3 separate regions of the Mus musculus genome follow, and all the other regions are linked to region 3. Evidence: chromatin contacts called from public ChIA-PET and HiChIP or PLAC-seq data. All regions are on one chromosome and are shown on one strand. The core of a region is the stretch at or near the end of the contact, and the rest is flanking DNA. Distances in the headings are between cores, read along the strand shown. Region 1 holds the start of Tbc1d1 (TBC1 domain family, member 1). Region 2 has its middle 30 kb from the start of Gm31684. Region 3 has its middle 6.6 kb from the start of Gm52815.

Region 1 (4,222 bases), core at 1,395-3,894, 330 kb before region 3:
AGTTTTATTTTTCTGGAGCTTACAGCTATCTTAGAGCTGGTATTAATATTGCTAGTATTTGCCAATAAATAATTAATTATACTGCAAGTGACTAAATTTGGAGCATAGGAATGACTCTCTAGAGGGAGTCCTAAAAAGAATGCTGTACTCAGAGGTTCTGGGGGCAGGGAGGCAAGTGAAGAGATTGTCTAAAGGCAACCGAGCAGCATCCATGGCTGATAGAGGTGGCTTTTATCCATCAAGCCAGCAAGACAGTCTATCCAGGGACCTCTGGGTCACTAAGGCCATCTAGGAGCCCCTGTGGGGAAGAGCTACACACACACACACACACACACACACACACACACACACACACAGAGTCAACCAGCCCAATGTCATCCCATAGCCCAGAGGGAACTCTGCTGCTGCACTTCAGTCTCAACCCCTTAGAGATGGCCTTAGGGGCTCTGTTGGAACTCCTGTGCCTCAGGAGGAGGAGCCACTTCCTTCCTATAACAAGAACGGGTGCAGGTGGGTGCCCAGAGCTTGGCTGGCACTGCTCACAGTGAGACTACAGATTTCTCTTCCTGTTTGACAGTCTTTAACTCTGCAAACCCCACATGCCAGCCTTGATCTAGAGATTTTACTATTTCTTCCTGAGCTGCTGGAACCCAAAGGGTGAGGCAGGCAGGCTGTCTCCTGAGGTCTACAATAAGTCAGTTAAGGGTTGTTTTTTTTGTTTGTTTTTTGTTTTTTGTTTTTTGTTTTTTTTTTTTTTTAAAGTTCCGAATTCTTTATTGTGTGTCTGGGAACTAGAAAGGTGATGTAGAGATAGCTGCCTGGTGCCTGGTACATGGGCACAACACTTCCCCAGGCCAGGTCAGGGTTAGCATGGTTTCTTGCCTCTAAGGTATACATCTCTGAGCTGGAATTTGTGCGAGCTTATGGGGGAATGAACTGCTCCCCCTCCTCCCAGCACCAGCTGGAGCCTGGACTACTAGGCTACTCTACCCAGGCACTGCCTTCCTTTACCATCTGGTCTCTACTTGACTGCTAAGCCTTCCTGCACTCCAGAATCAAACGTTTTGCAGGGAGGAGGTGGCAGGGTGAGGACAAGATAAGGGAAGGAAATGGTAGATGAGGTGGCTCTGGCCCTATTCTGTAAGCATGCTCCAGAAATTCTCTGTCCCTTCTATGGTGGAGACTGCCAGGCAGGGTAGTTAAGCAATAGGTCCAAATGTGGCTGGGATGCTCCTTCAATGGCTGGCATGTCGCTTGTCTTGACGTGGTGACCTTCTGGAAGTAGCCATGGTCTGTAGGCCACAGAGCGGGAAGGACAACTTAACAATGGGGTTGAAGATAAAAGCATGAAACAGTGATAGTATGATGCTGAAGACGATAGAGTTTAGCTGGATAACCTGATCTTTTCCTGCGGAGCATTTTCCACGAACCAATCAACACTCTTTTCCTTAGACTATTCCTGGCTATATCTATTCTCATTCATTCTCTCTCTCTCTCTCTCTCTCTCTCTCTCTCTCTCTCTCTCTCTCTCTCTCTCTCTCTCTCTCGATCTGAAACTAGGAAGACAAACTATGGTGTAATAAAGAATGAACTAACCCCACATGGCAGCTACGGAGGGCTCTAGATACAATCCAAGCCACGTGCACCGCTCACTTTTCTTGGATCCCTTCTGCTCTTTGGAGTGAGTCTGCCTCTTTAACTTGCGGGAATGGTGCTTTGAGAGGTTTCTGTGGCTCTCTGGCGTGCACACAGACGCGCAGTGCGTGCGTGTGTGTGCTCCGCACGCAGAGAGGGAAAAAGCGCGCGGTCCGGGCTCTGCGTCACTCCCCGCACCTGGCCAGAGATGGGTTTAGTAGAGGCTAATCCGCGGAGGGCACTTCATCCCGGGTGTTTCTCTGAGTCCCCGATTTTGCTGCCTGGAGTGCCAGCGTCCCATCCTGCTTCGGTTCCTGGTTCCCCCCACCAGCCCCCATCCTGCCATTCGACCCCAATGCAAGAAGGATGAGGCGGGGGAAGGGCTGGTGGCTGGGTGGCCTGCGGGTACGCTGCGCAGTGATCTCCGGGTCCGTTTCGGAGGGTGCGTGCAGAGAAGCAGGATCCCTCAGGGAGCGCGGGCTCCGCTGCCACCTGCTGAGAACCTCGCACGCCAAAACAGCCTCGGGCAGGGCTACCTGCTATAAATAAGCGGTCAAGAGCCCGGTGTGTGACCACACATCCCGCCGGGAGGGCCATAATCACTTGTGAGCACGCAGGGAATATTCCGGGCCAGGACTTCGCGCTGAGGCTGGATGGGGTGGCGATGCTTGCACCTTCCCCGAGCTCTCGTGGGGTGGCGCCTGGTGGCCCCTGGGCGGGCTGAGGATGGACCGCTGGGGAGCGAGGGGAGGGAGGCCGCGGAGGACCCGCACTGCAGCAGCTGTTGCTCGCCTGTGACTCGCCAGTCTGGGCCGAGTCGCCTAGCCAGAGTCGCTTGGTGCGGAGGGGAAGGGAGGGCATCTACTCCTGTTCTTGGCTCCCGGGGGACTCACTAGGGAGATTCCGGCTGCTGTCCCCCTCCCCCGCCTCTGCTTTCCCCAGCGCTCGCCCAGCCCGGGAGGAGGAAACGCGAGCGAGCCGCGCGCAGACACCTCCTCCTCCTCCTCAGCTGCTGTCGCCGCCGCCGGCCACACCGCGGTGCCTGTTGCTGCAAGCCACCTCGGACCGACCGTCTCTTCAACCCGCAAGAGAAGCAGAGACTGTGGAGTGGACCCCCACCCCAGCAGCGTGGGGCGGCAAGAGCACAGCCAGCTGAGGACCATGGACGCCCCGCCCGCCCAGGCCATCTTCTGGGTGCCCGGGAGCACCTGCGCGCCCTAGCTCAGCCCGGAGTTCTGAGCGTGCCACCTCACTGGTAGGTTCCACCTTGGGTCCTTAGGGTGCGGGGCAACCCTCCACTTCCAGCATGCCCCTGAGCTCCCTTGCTGCAGAGAAGGCGCGGTCCCGCCACCCAAGGGCGTTGCTGCCGGGTCTCTTGGGGTGCTCTGGTGGGGGAGGGGGAAGAGGCGGGATTTCAGAGCTACCTTGTTGTCCTCTGCTTGGGGGTGGGGGGGGGGGGGAGAAACCTTGATGCTTTCTGCGCTGCGACGAAGGTGCTCAGGTCCCCTGCTCCTCCTCCTTGCATATCCCGCCCCACTCCCTCCCGCCAAATATCACCGGGGCACAAGTGTTTGTAAGGCATCCAGCTCGGACGAGGCCGGTCAGAGTGACCCCAGGCCGCCTTTTGAAAGTTCAGGGTACTTTGCAGCGGTAACTTTGGCAGCTTCTCGGTGCACGCAACATTTCTTTCTATGGGCACATCCTGTGCTGGTCATTTTGAAACCCGGCTTGATTGTTTCCTAGCAGCTTCCGGGTTGCTACGTGAGTAAGAGGCTCACTCTAACTTCACAGGTTGCTGTTCTCTTCTTTTCTAAAAGATGTGTCGTTCTGTTTGAACCCCACCTAGGTGTGGCGTTCCTGGTTGTGATTTTATTTTAAATGCCTTGTTCTCCGGAAGTTGCTTAAAAAGGAAAAGAAATTGAAAGTGATGAGTGTTTCTCTCAGCAAACATCTTCAGCGCCCTGGTACTGATGATGGCAGGCATTCACCTCCTACGTACAACCCTCCTTCGTCCTCTTAGTGGCTGCAAGCCGTTCTTCTATTTAGAGCCAGGTGTTAGAAGGGAATTTTTGAATGACCTAATTTAAATGGGTCACACCCAGGAAGCTCAGCTGTCTCTACAAGTCTAAACTTCTAAACTTTTTGCGTTGCACCTCCATGGGCAAAGATCCCTTTTAAGACCCCCTCGATGTGAAGTGGGATTCCCATGAGTTGGAGAATGGCCACACTTAGGCTTTATTGTTTGTGGAGCCTGCTCAAGGTGGGAGGGGTGGGATGGGAGAAGGAGAGGGCAGCTGTACCCAAAGGTAGGAATGTATCACTTTTCAGGGTCTCACTACCTTGCCTGAGAGCTCGCTGAGGCTAGCGAGTTCTTTTCTCTTTTCTCAGCATTCACGGTGCCCCCCTTCTGCAGAGTCAGTTCCTCCCTGGGAACCCTGAGGACTTTCTTAAGGAACCAGGAAGAGGCATGAAAAGTACATAAACGGGTGGGTGCTTTGCAAAACTCTTAGCAATGGGAAGCTGAGCCTCTGATGTGCCTGTCTTTAATGTTCGTTCCTATCAAGTTAAAGGGACCAACTCTCTTAAG
Region 2 (4,725 bases), core at 510-3,009, 360 kb after region 3:
GAGTCCATCAACATCACAGCTGGGAAACATGACAGCAGACATTTCACGGAAACTGGAGCAGCAAGCTGAGTAGGTTTAAGATGCTCCACAGGCATTAGGGAAAAGAACAAGAACCACTGGGCCTGGCCTTAAACATCTGAGATGTCTAAGCTCACCACCACAGTGACATACTTCCTCCAACAAGGCCATTTCTACTGCAACAAGACCATAGCTCCTAACAGTGGCATTTCCTATGGGACAAGCATTCAAGCACATGAATCTATGGGGGAAATACCCATTCCACTCTCTGGTCCCAGTAGGCTTGTAGCCAGGACATAATGCAGGAATGCCTTTAGTCCAACTTCAAAAGTCCCCATGGTCTACAACAGTCTCAACCCTGTCAATGTCTCTTCTGAGACTCACAGCAATCTCTTAAGTGTAATCTCCTATAAAATCAAAATAAAAAAGATCACATACTCCCAACATACAATGGCACAGGATATACATTACCGTTTTATTAGGGAAGAAAGGAAATGGGAAGGAAAGGAAGCATAGTGAGGAGATATTGTACAAAAAAAAAAAAAAAAAGACCCAAAAACCAGTTGAGCAAATGCCAGACTCTGCATCTTCATATCTGATGTGCCAGTGGTTTTCATATCTCCAATTCTGTTGTCCTTTGTTGATTACAACACACTTCTTTCTCTTGGGCTGGTTCCAATCCCTGTTATCAGCGACACCCTTGACATACACCTGGCCTCAATGGCTTTCCTTAGTTGCTGAGGGATATTCCATAAGCCCTTGCTTCTATTCTTGACTCTAAAGTCAGAACCATGTGGCCGAAGCTGCCAAGTTCTGTTGCTTGCTAGGGCAGGAACATGGTCCCTTGTTCAGTTACATTTTCATCAGCTTTCTGTTTTTGATGGTTTTCTTCACTGCAAAAGTTTGGCTGTCTTTGAATTCACTCTGTAGACCAGTCTGGCCTTGAACTTAGAGATTCACTAGCCTTTGCCTTCTGAGTGCTAGGATTATAGGCATGTACCACCACACTTCAACCTAAGCTTTAATTCCTTTTCACAAGGTGGAAGCTTAACTGGGTGGGGTCATACCCTGAGACCACCACTTCCTTTATTCCATTTAACATCAGGCTTTTTTTTTTTTTTTTTTAAATCTGTTTATCTCCTTAAAAACAGGGTTTAGCCCCATTCCACTTCCCGGTCTCCATTTTCCCCTCAAGTACATCTTGCTCTTTCCCTTGTTCGGCTTTCTCTTTTTCATTATAGATCTTTATAAGGGTAAACCCTAATAATCATAGGACAGAGTCAATGCCAGGCTGTTTTGAGATTTCTTTTGCCAACAGAGTTAATCCAAAACTCTTCAGTTTAGCCACAGGCAGACTTTTCAGGGCAAAAAGCAGCCACATTGTTAGCCAAACTACCACAAGAACAGTTTCTAGGCCACATACTAACATTCCTCTCCTCTGAAATCTCTTGAGCTGGGACCCCACAATTCAAATCACCCTCAGCATCACTGTCTTCCATGTTCCTATCAGAAAGGCCCGTTAAGCCCCGCTTAAAGCATTCAGCTGCTTCTCTCATCCAAAGTCTCAGAGTCTACTTTCCTCCAAAGAAAAGCATGACCAAGCCTATTAGAATAAAACCCCAGTTGCTGGTACCAACATCTGTCTTAGTTAGGGTTTCTATTGCTGAGAAGAGACTCTATGACCACAGCAACTCTTACAAAAAAACCCCATAAAACAGTTTCAGAGGTTTAGCGAATTATTGTCATGGCAGGAAGCATGACAGCATACAGACAGACATAGTGCTACAGAAGAAACTGAGAGTGCTATATCCTGATCCACAGGCAGCTGGAAAAGAGCTGTGTGCCACTGAGCCTGGGCTCAAGCATCTGAGACCTCAAAGCCCACCTGACAGCAACACACTTCCTCCAGCAAGGCCATACCTACTCCAACAAGACCACCCCTCCTAACAGTGTCACTCCCTTTGGGGCCAAGCATTCAAACACGTGAGTCTATGGGGGCCATACCTATTCAAACCACCACCCAAAGGCACATCTCCTAAGCCTCTCCAAATTGTGTCACCAGTTGGGAAACAGGAATGCAAATGCCTGAGAATTTGTGAGACAAGAACCATATCATTTAACCCACCATTGGGAAAAGGGACCTTATTTGGTTTATACATCCTGATCACAGTCTATCATGAAGAAAAATCAGGGAGGGAACTCAAGAAGGAACATAGAAGCAGGAGCTGAAGCTGAGAACGTGGAGGAAAGATGCTAAATGGCTTTCTTAGTCTGCTTCCTAATACAATGCAGGGCCACTTCTCAACCAGCACTGTCAACAGCAGGCTGGACTCTCCCAAAACAATCATCAATCAACAAAATGCTTCACAGACTTGCCTACAGGCCAATCTCATGGAAGTATTTTCTCCATTGAAGATTCCTTTTTTTCAGATGACCCTGGTCTGTGTCAAGTTGACAAAAATCTAATCAGCATGACATGCAAATTAACAAATGCTATACATTATATCAACAGAATGATAGAAAAAAACATATGATCATCTCAATAAAGAAAAAAAACTATTTGATAAAATTCAATTTATCTGTGTAATAAAAAGCCCTGAGGGCTGGAGAGATGGCTCAGTGGTTAAGAACATTGCTCTTCGGAAGGTCCTGAGTTCAAATCCCAGCAACCACATGGTGGCTCACAACCATCCGTAATGAGATATGACGCCCTCTTCTGGTGCATCTGAAGACAGCTACAGTGTACTTAGATATAATAATAAATAAATCTTTAAAAGAAAGAAAGAAAGAAAGAAAGAAAGAAAGAAGGAAGGAAGGAAGGAAGGAAGGAAGGAAGGAAGGAAGGAAAGAAGGAAAGAAGGAAAGAAGGAAAGAAGGAAAGAAAGAAAGAAAGAAATTGTTTAAAAAAAAAGCCCTGAAAAATAATATACATAGAAGGATTGTATGATAACATAAAGAAGACTATTACAAATTTAACTAACAACAAAAGAATGGGAAAAACCAAATGCACTTTCTCTAAGACTGAAGACAAAACAAGAGTGTATATACTCAGTATATATACTTCTAGTATTCTTATTTATGAATACTAGAAGCCCTGGAAGGTCATGAGAAAGAAATGAAAAATATTCAAATTGGAAAATGTGGTGGTTTGAGAAAAAAATGGCCTCCCTAGGCTTGTACTACTAGAAGGTACGGCATTGTTGGAGTGGGTGTGGCCTTGCTAGAGTGGGTGTGGCCTAGTTGGAGCAAGTATGTCACTGGGGGCAAGCTTTGAGATTTCAAATGCTCAAGGCACACCCAGTGTGACAATCTCTTCCTGCTGACACGGACTGACATCCAGACACAGACTTCTCAGCTATCTTTCCTGAACCATGCATAACACCATGCTTCCCACAATGATGATAAATCTCTGAATTGTAAGCCAGCCCCAATTAAATGTTTTCCTGTAATAGTCATGGTGTCTCTTCACAGCAATAGAAACCCCTAACTAAGACAGAAAGGAAGGACTAAAATTATCCATGCTTGTAAATAACATAATTTTATACTTAAAAAAATAATGTGTGAATACTAACTATCCCATCAAAACAGATGTTAAAGTTTATTAAAAAAATTAATAAAATTACACAATAAAAATCAGTATACAAAACACAGAAATGTCCTCCTTTTTATCATATTGTTTTCTGTTCTGTGGTTTCTGCCTGGTTGGTTTGGCCCAAAGCCTAGCTTCTCAATTTCTTTTCAAGCTGACAAGTACTTTTAAATTTTATTTTATTTTATTTTATTTTATTTTATTTTATTTTATTTTATTTTATTTATTATGAGAGTGTGTGTGATGACCTGGTGAGGGATGTACCCAGTGCATGTCACAGGACAGTTCTATGGAAGTAATTCTTTTCTTCTACCTTTAAATGGCTTCTGGGGATGGGACTCAGGTCACCCACCAGGCTTGCATGTCAGACAGACCACAGCCTCTTTGCAAAAGAAGAAGAAGGAAGAGGAGCAGAAGGAGGAAGAGGAGGGGGAGGGGAGGGGGAGGGAGAAGGAAAAGAACGGTTTCTTCTTTACCCCCAAGTCCCCTTTCCTCTCAGATCTCAGGCAGCTGTCATTGAGAGAAAGTGCTTTGTCCTGACTCAGAAATGTCACAAAGGTGCTAAGTGTCCTGAGTTGGTTTAGCTGCCAGGTTTACTATTTGATTTGCCTTCAGTTTGTTTTGTTGTTGTGTTGTTTTGGTTTTGTTTTTGTTTCTTTTTTTTTTTTTCATAAAAATTGGTGATGTTTCACTCAGCTTCCATGTAGCTGGATTTTTGTTCAATGATAGACTGGGGTAGTGGGGGCAAATGAATCGTTAGACCTGAACAGACTAGACAGAACATACCCTGACTCCAATGGAAAAAAAAAAAAGACCCTTAGTGAAAAATGATGCATAAACCAGGTCACTATTTGGAGAATAGGCTGTTTTTGTTACCATAATCATATGTCAAGCCAGATGGCTGGCGTTAAAGGAAAATGCTGAAACTTAGTTGTGACAATATAAGTGTCTTTTATTGATTTCTAGGTAAGATATATTTCTTCCCAAGGCTGAAATCTGTCACTCACATGCAAACTCTTTTAGTGGATTTGTCTGGGAATCCCCATGTGCCACAAAGTGAGATGAAGAAGTCAAGTCTCTCCTTCCACCACGTTGGCTCTGCGAATGGAACTCAAGTT
Region 3 (4,352 bases), core at 34-2,533:
AAGGAGCTACACATTTAGTGTGACTCATAGCACTTTCTGAAGTCTCTGGGGGCAGAGAGCTTTCCCAAGGGGCATTTTCCTGCTTGAGTGACTGACAGGCCTATCTAGATGAATTCTTCAAGAGGAAGACAGTAACAAGTCTTTGTTCCTTACCAAAAGGCCTCCAGCAATCTTGGGATCTTTTTGGGTAGTTCAGACAGTCTCTCTTCCCCATGGCCAAAGATATGACTCTCACCCCATTTTTTTTTTCTGAAATCATGCATCAGCACAGATTAGCAAGAAGTAAAGAAAGAAAACTAAGCAAGTATAAGGAATAACCATGCTTTCTTTAGCAGAAGCAGGAAGGTCTTCCCTGCCTGGACCCCAAGAAAGCATGCTATGTCCCCCTTTCTCACCTATGTCTAATCCATAGTCCCCCGTCGTGGGATCTTAGATCTTGGGGGCAACTTGATATCTTCTCTCCATTTCCACATGCCTAAGAAGGTCAATTATGATGTTTCCCCCCTTTTATAAAACAGAGAGGCAAGATGGCGTCCAAAGCTGATTATGAAGGAGGAGGTTCATCCTCAGCAACCTTCAAGCTTGCTCATTTCTAAGTAGCAAACACTATCAACAATCATGAAGTCTGGAGCTTAGAAGAATGTGGTAATGTGCAGGACTAGAAGGGAGGGAGCCCTGTTTCGAGGTTGCATCCACACTTTTAAACTCTCCTGAAGTCTCTATGATAAGAGGAATCTAACCGAAACGATTGGCTTGCAAACATCTCGGCACTACTAAGTACAACACACACAGGGCCATTCTATCAAAGCCTTGAGTTAGAGGTCCGCTCTGAGAACCATGCTCTGCAGACCATGCTCTGAGGACCACGCCCCGCTGTGAGAAAAACAGAGCCGACCTCACACCTTGGTACCTCCCCGTCTTCAATAGATTAAAAAGGACTGCAGCAAGAGCTTGCAAGCCTCTCTCTCACTTCCTCTCTCTTGCTCAGGAGAACTGTGAGAACTAACTGTTGATCTGAAAGCAACCATGATTTGCTACAGAGGTGCGAGCTTGCACAGAGACCTGTGAAATCCCACAGAACACAGGAAGTGTCTAATTCCGCTGGATCGGGCTGGTGTCAAGGCAGCTGACAGCTTCAGAGCCAAGAGCCTCCAGAATCCTTTTTGGTAAGGAATGTCAGCTACAAGGGGAATCCCTACCTCACCATCTACACAGAGTTCAAAGGAAATGCAGATTTAATCATTTGGTTTCTGTGTGACTTTCAAGTCAAAGTGAAACTAGAATGTGAATATCAGAGCGTGTGAACCTTTTTGGTACGAAGCCTGGGTTCCCCTCTTACTGCTGCGGTGTGTAGAGGATTGTGCAATGTAATAGCAGCATCCAAGATACACAGGGTCTCTGCTTCGACTCTCAAGATGACTGCTGATGCTCGGAGCTGAGCTGCAGAGTGCAGCAGCTCATTGTTTGGGCCAGGAGTGTGCACGTGAAAAATGACTCGCCGCACACTCTGCTTCCATTCTGGTGCTCCGGGAATGGATTGACTTCAAAGAACTCTTTAAAAATTAAAGTTAGGGGGACTGGAGAGATGGCTCACTGGTTGAGATTACTGACCGCTCTTCCAGAGGAGCCAGGTTCAATTCCCAGCACCTATATGGCAGTTCATAACTGTCTGTAACTCCAAGATCTGACACCCTGATGCAGACATACATGCAAACAAAACACCAATGCACATGAAATAAAACTAAACTTAGAATGCCACCTAGCAGTAGTGAAACTAAGTTCAATCCCCAGAGCCATTAAATAAATATAATGCATGTATATGCATATATACATATACATAATCTATTTATAATTTATATTTCTCCATTGGTGAACAAAAGTTAGAATACATGTTCATTGTTAAAAATAAGAAACAGAACACGGGTGATGACCAACCTAAACATCACCAGTGTGGTCTTACACAAATAGGTTCCCTTTTCTTATTTCATTTAGAAACCCACTAAGCAATTGGTGTAATACTCCATTTAGAGCAAGAACACCACAGAGTTGTCTCTGATATCCACATAAATGCTATGACATGCTTGCCTCCCTATATACACACATCATGTATGTGTGTGTGTAAACACATACACACACACACACACACACACACACACACACAGAGAGAGAGAGAGAGAGAGAGAGAGAGAGAGAGAGAGAGAGAGAGATATTAAAAATAAATCTAGTACCAGAACCTGAGTTTGATCCCCCAAACCATGTAAAAAAAAAATCCAACCATGTGATGTATGCTTGTAATTCTAGCTCAGGGGAGGGAGAGCCAGGCAGACAGATCCCTTTGTCTGAAGAAAGAAAGTGGATGTCTCCATGGAAGGACACCTGAAGTTAACCTCTGACCCCCACAGGCATGCACATGCATATGAACATGTACCCACACACATGAACATACACAGGAAAACACTTCTCTTACGCCATGCATACCATAATTTGTATAAAATTCCACCATAAAGGAGAGCTGGTTTCAGCTTCCTTTATTATAAACTATACTGCAGCAACTATATGTGAATACACATTTTTTTCTGTTTAGCATCAATTTCGTACTATTAAATTTTCAAAAAATTGAAATTAAGACCAAATTTCAGTGGTTTTTAATGTTTCATAATTAACTTTGCTTCTTTACCATGGCTTTAAAAATATTTATAAAGGGCTGGAGAGATGGCTTAGCTGTTAAGAGCACTTGGCTGCTCTTTCAGAAGTCCTGAGTTCAAAACACCAATGCACAGAAAATAAAAATACAAAATAAAACCCAACAAAAACCTATAAGATACCAATTATGAGGACAAACTTGGGGTCTCAAACTTTATAAATACTTCTTGAAACATGCAAGACTGCCTTGGTAAGTAGGCCACTTAACCAGTGGGAAGGGACTGTGTCCGGCTGCCCTCAGCGAAAGGCAATGGTCTGTGTTCCCAAGGTCACCAGGCCCCTTTGTCCATTCTTCCCGTTAGCCCCAGGGTGGCCACCTTGGTGAAATCTCCTATTTCTGTTTTCACCATAATCCATTTTTAAATTTGTGTTTCAGGAGAGGCAGCTGAGCCCTGCTTATTGGTGCTGCCAGAGAAATGACACTTTTGGGGAATGAGCCACTCAAAGGAACTTGACTGAAAAGGGAGCAGAAGGATGGAATGGCCCCAGGGACCTGTGGTCCTTCCTGATCCCTTGGTGTTTTGAGGCTCTTTTGAACTCTTTGGATTCACTTTGAACTAATCTAATAGGAAACCTCTGTTCCTATATTGTGGGGCTCCCCTGAGTCCCTAGATTCCTTAGAGTGATTTGGGCATCTGTTTGTCTGGGCAAGCTTTGTCTTTGGGGCTCTTTCAAGCCAATCTGCACTTCTTTTGAGCTATTTAGAATCATGCTGGCGTGACATAGAAGCTTGAATTCTGTGCCTGGGAGCAGGGAATGGGCTACAAGGCACACAGAGACAAAGGTATTTGGGAGATTCTGTAGTTCCTGTAACCATGGAGAATGCTAAGTCAGCATTCTTGCTGGTGGTGGGGGGTTGGGAGTGGGGTGGGGTCCCTGAGGAGGGATTCTAGCTGACTAGCGGGTTTATAGACTTATGCACTGAATTGGTGTAATTGTTTTTTTATATGTCATCGAATGAATCAGCCTCTCAAAGCCTGTATCTATGGTGATTGACTTGATCAGTTTTAAAAATAGGCTGACAGTAGCAATGGTCTGATTAAGCCTTTGTCTAAGAGGGGCAAGAGAGATGCTGAGTGGGAAAATGGTGCCTCGGCTGATGACTTGAGATAGACCCCTGGATCCCACATAGTGAAAGAAGAAAACAGACTCCTGTAAGTTGTCCTTTGACCTCTGACGTATGCTCAGTGTCTAGAATACCACCCGGTTCCTTATTTAGAAGGAACACAGCAGCCCAGAGGTGTGTGGTGATTGGTTAGCATGAACCTTGAGCAAACCTCTTGGTGGTGAGACCAAGACCACAGGGCAAAACTTCATCTGCCCTCCACCTGCAAGCTGAAGTTGCTCTTGGCACACCTAATATGAAGTGTGTGTGTGTGTGTGTGTGTGTGTGTGTGTGTGTGTGTGTATCATAATTATATAGAAGCGGCTAAGTTTTTTTTTTCTTTTTTCTCCTTTCCCCCTCTGCTGCTCTTCCTTTTGAAAGCGGGCAGAGGGCCAGCTACTGGCCAGGTCTAGGTAATCTGCAGGCAAGTTACAATGGATCTGAATCTGAGGTTGTGGGAAAATACTGGTTATTTTAAAACCCAGCTGTTGTTCCCTGCTTAGAGACCGAGGAATGACTTTAGAGAATTTAGCCACATGGTTGG

What was found. ChIA-PET counts read pairs in DNA pulled down with a chosen protein or histone mark. HiChIP or PLAC-seq counts read pairs in DNA pulled down with a chosen protein or histone mark.
Region 1: a contact with region 3 is called in an RNA polymerase II ChIA-PET map of memory CD8 T cells, with 48 read pairs. The contact joins the promoter of Tbc1d1 here to the enhancer-like site in region 3. A contact is called at or near these places in 5 of 39 promoter capture datasets (hippocampal neurons, liver, pre-B cells and 1 more), 2 of 115 datasets of contacts at active chromatin or transcription factors (CD8 T cells and memory CD8 T cells) and 1 of 9 other capture datasets (pancreatic islet).
Region 2: a contact with region 3 is called in a BATF HiChIP or PLAC-seq map of CD8 T cells, with 6 read pairs. The contact joins two enhancer-like sites. A contact is called at or near these places in 1 of 39 promoter capture datasets (pre-B cells), 1 of 484 Hi-C or Micro-C datasets (bone marrow-derived macrophages) and 8 of 115 datasets of contacts at active chromatin or transcription factors (CD8 T cells, the SCID.adh cell line, bone marrow-derived macrophages and 5 more).

Annotation. Positions count from the first base shown.
Region 1 is chr5:64,157,616-64,161,837 of GRCm38.p6, forward strand. Tbc1d1 (TBC1 domain family, member 1) reads left to right here and starts at 2,645. Exons shown (of 22, transcript NM_001310611.1): 1 at 2,645-2,890.
Region 2 is chr5:64,844,177-64,848,901 of GRCm38.p6, forward strand. No RefSeq gene overlaps it. Among named protein-coding and RNA genes, the nearest start is that of Gm31684, 30 kb to the left of the region's middle. Within about 2 kb of position 1,760, at least 3 of the 459 cell types and tissues checked have an H3K27ac peak or open chromatin away from gene starts, as enhancers often do. A contact at or near this core is called in CD8 T cells, where this site is marked.
Region 3 is chr5:64,486,903-64,491,254 of GRCm38.p6, forward strand. No RefSeq gene overlaps it. Among named protein-coding and RNA genes, the nearest start is that of Gm52815, 6.6 kb to the right of the region's middle. Within about 2 kb of position 1,284, at least 114 of the 459 cell types and tissues checked have an H3K27ac peak or open chromatin away from gene starts, as enhancers often do. A contact at or near this core is called in CD8 T cells and memory CD8 T cells, where this site is marked.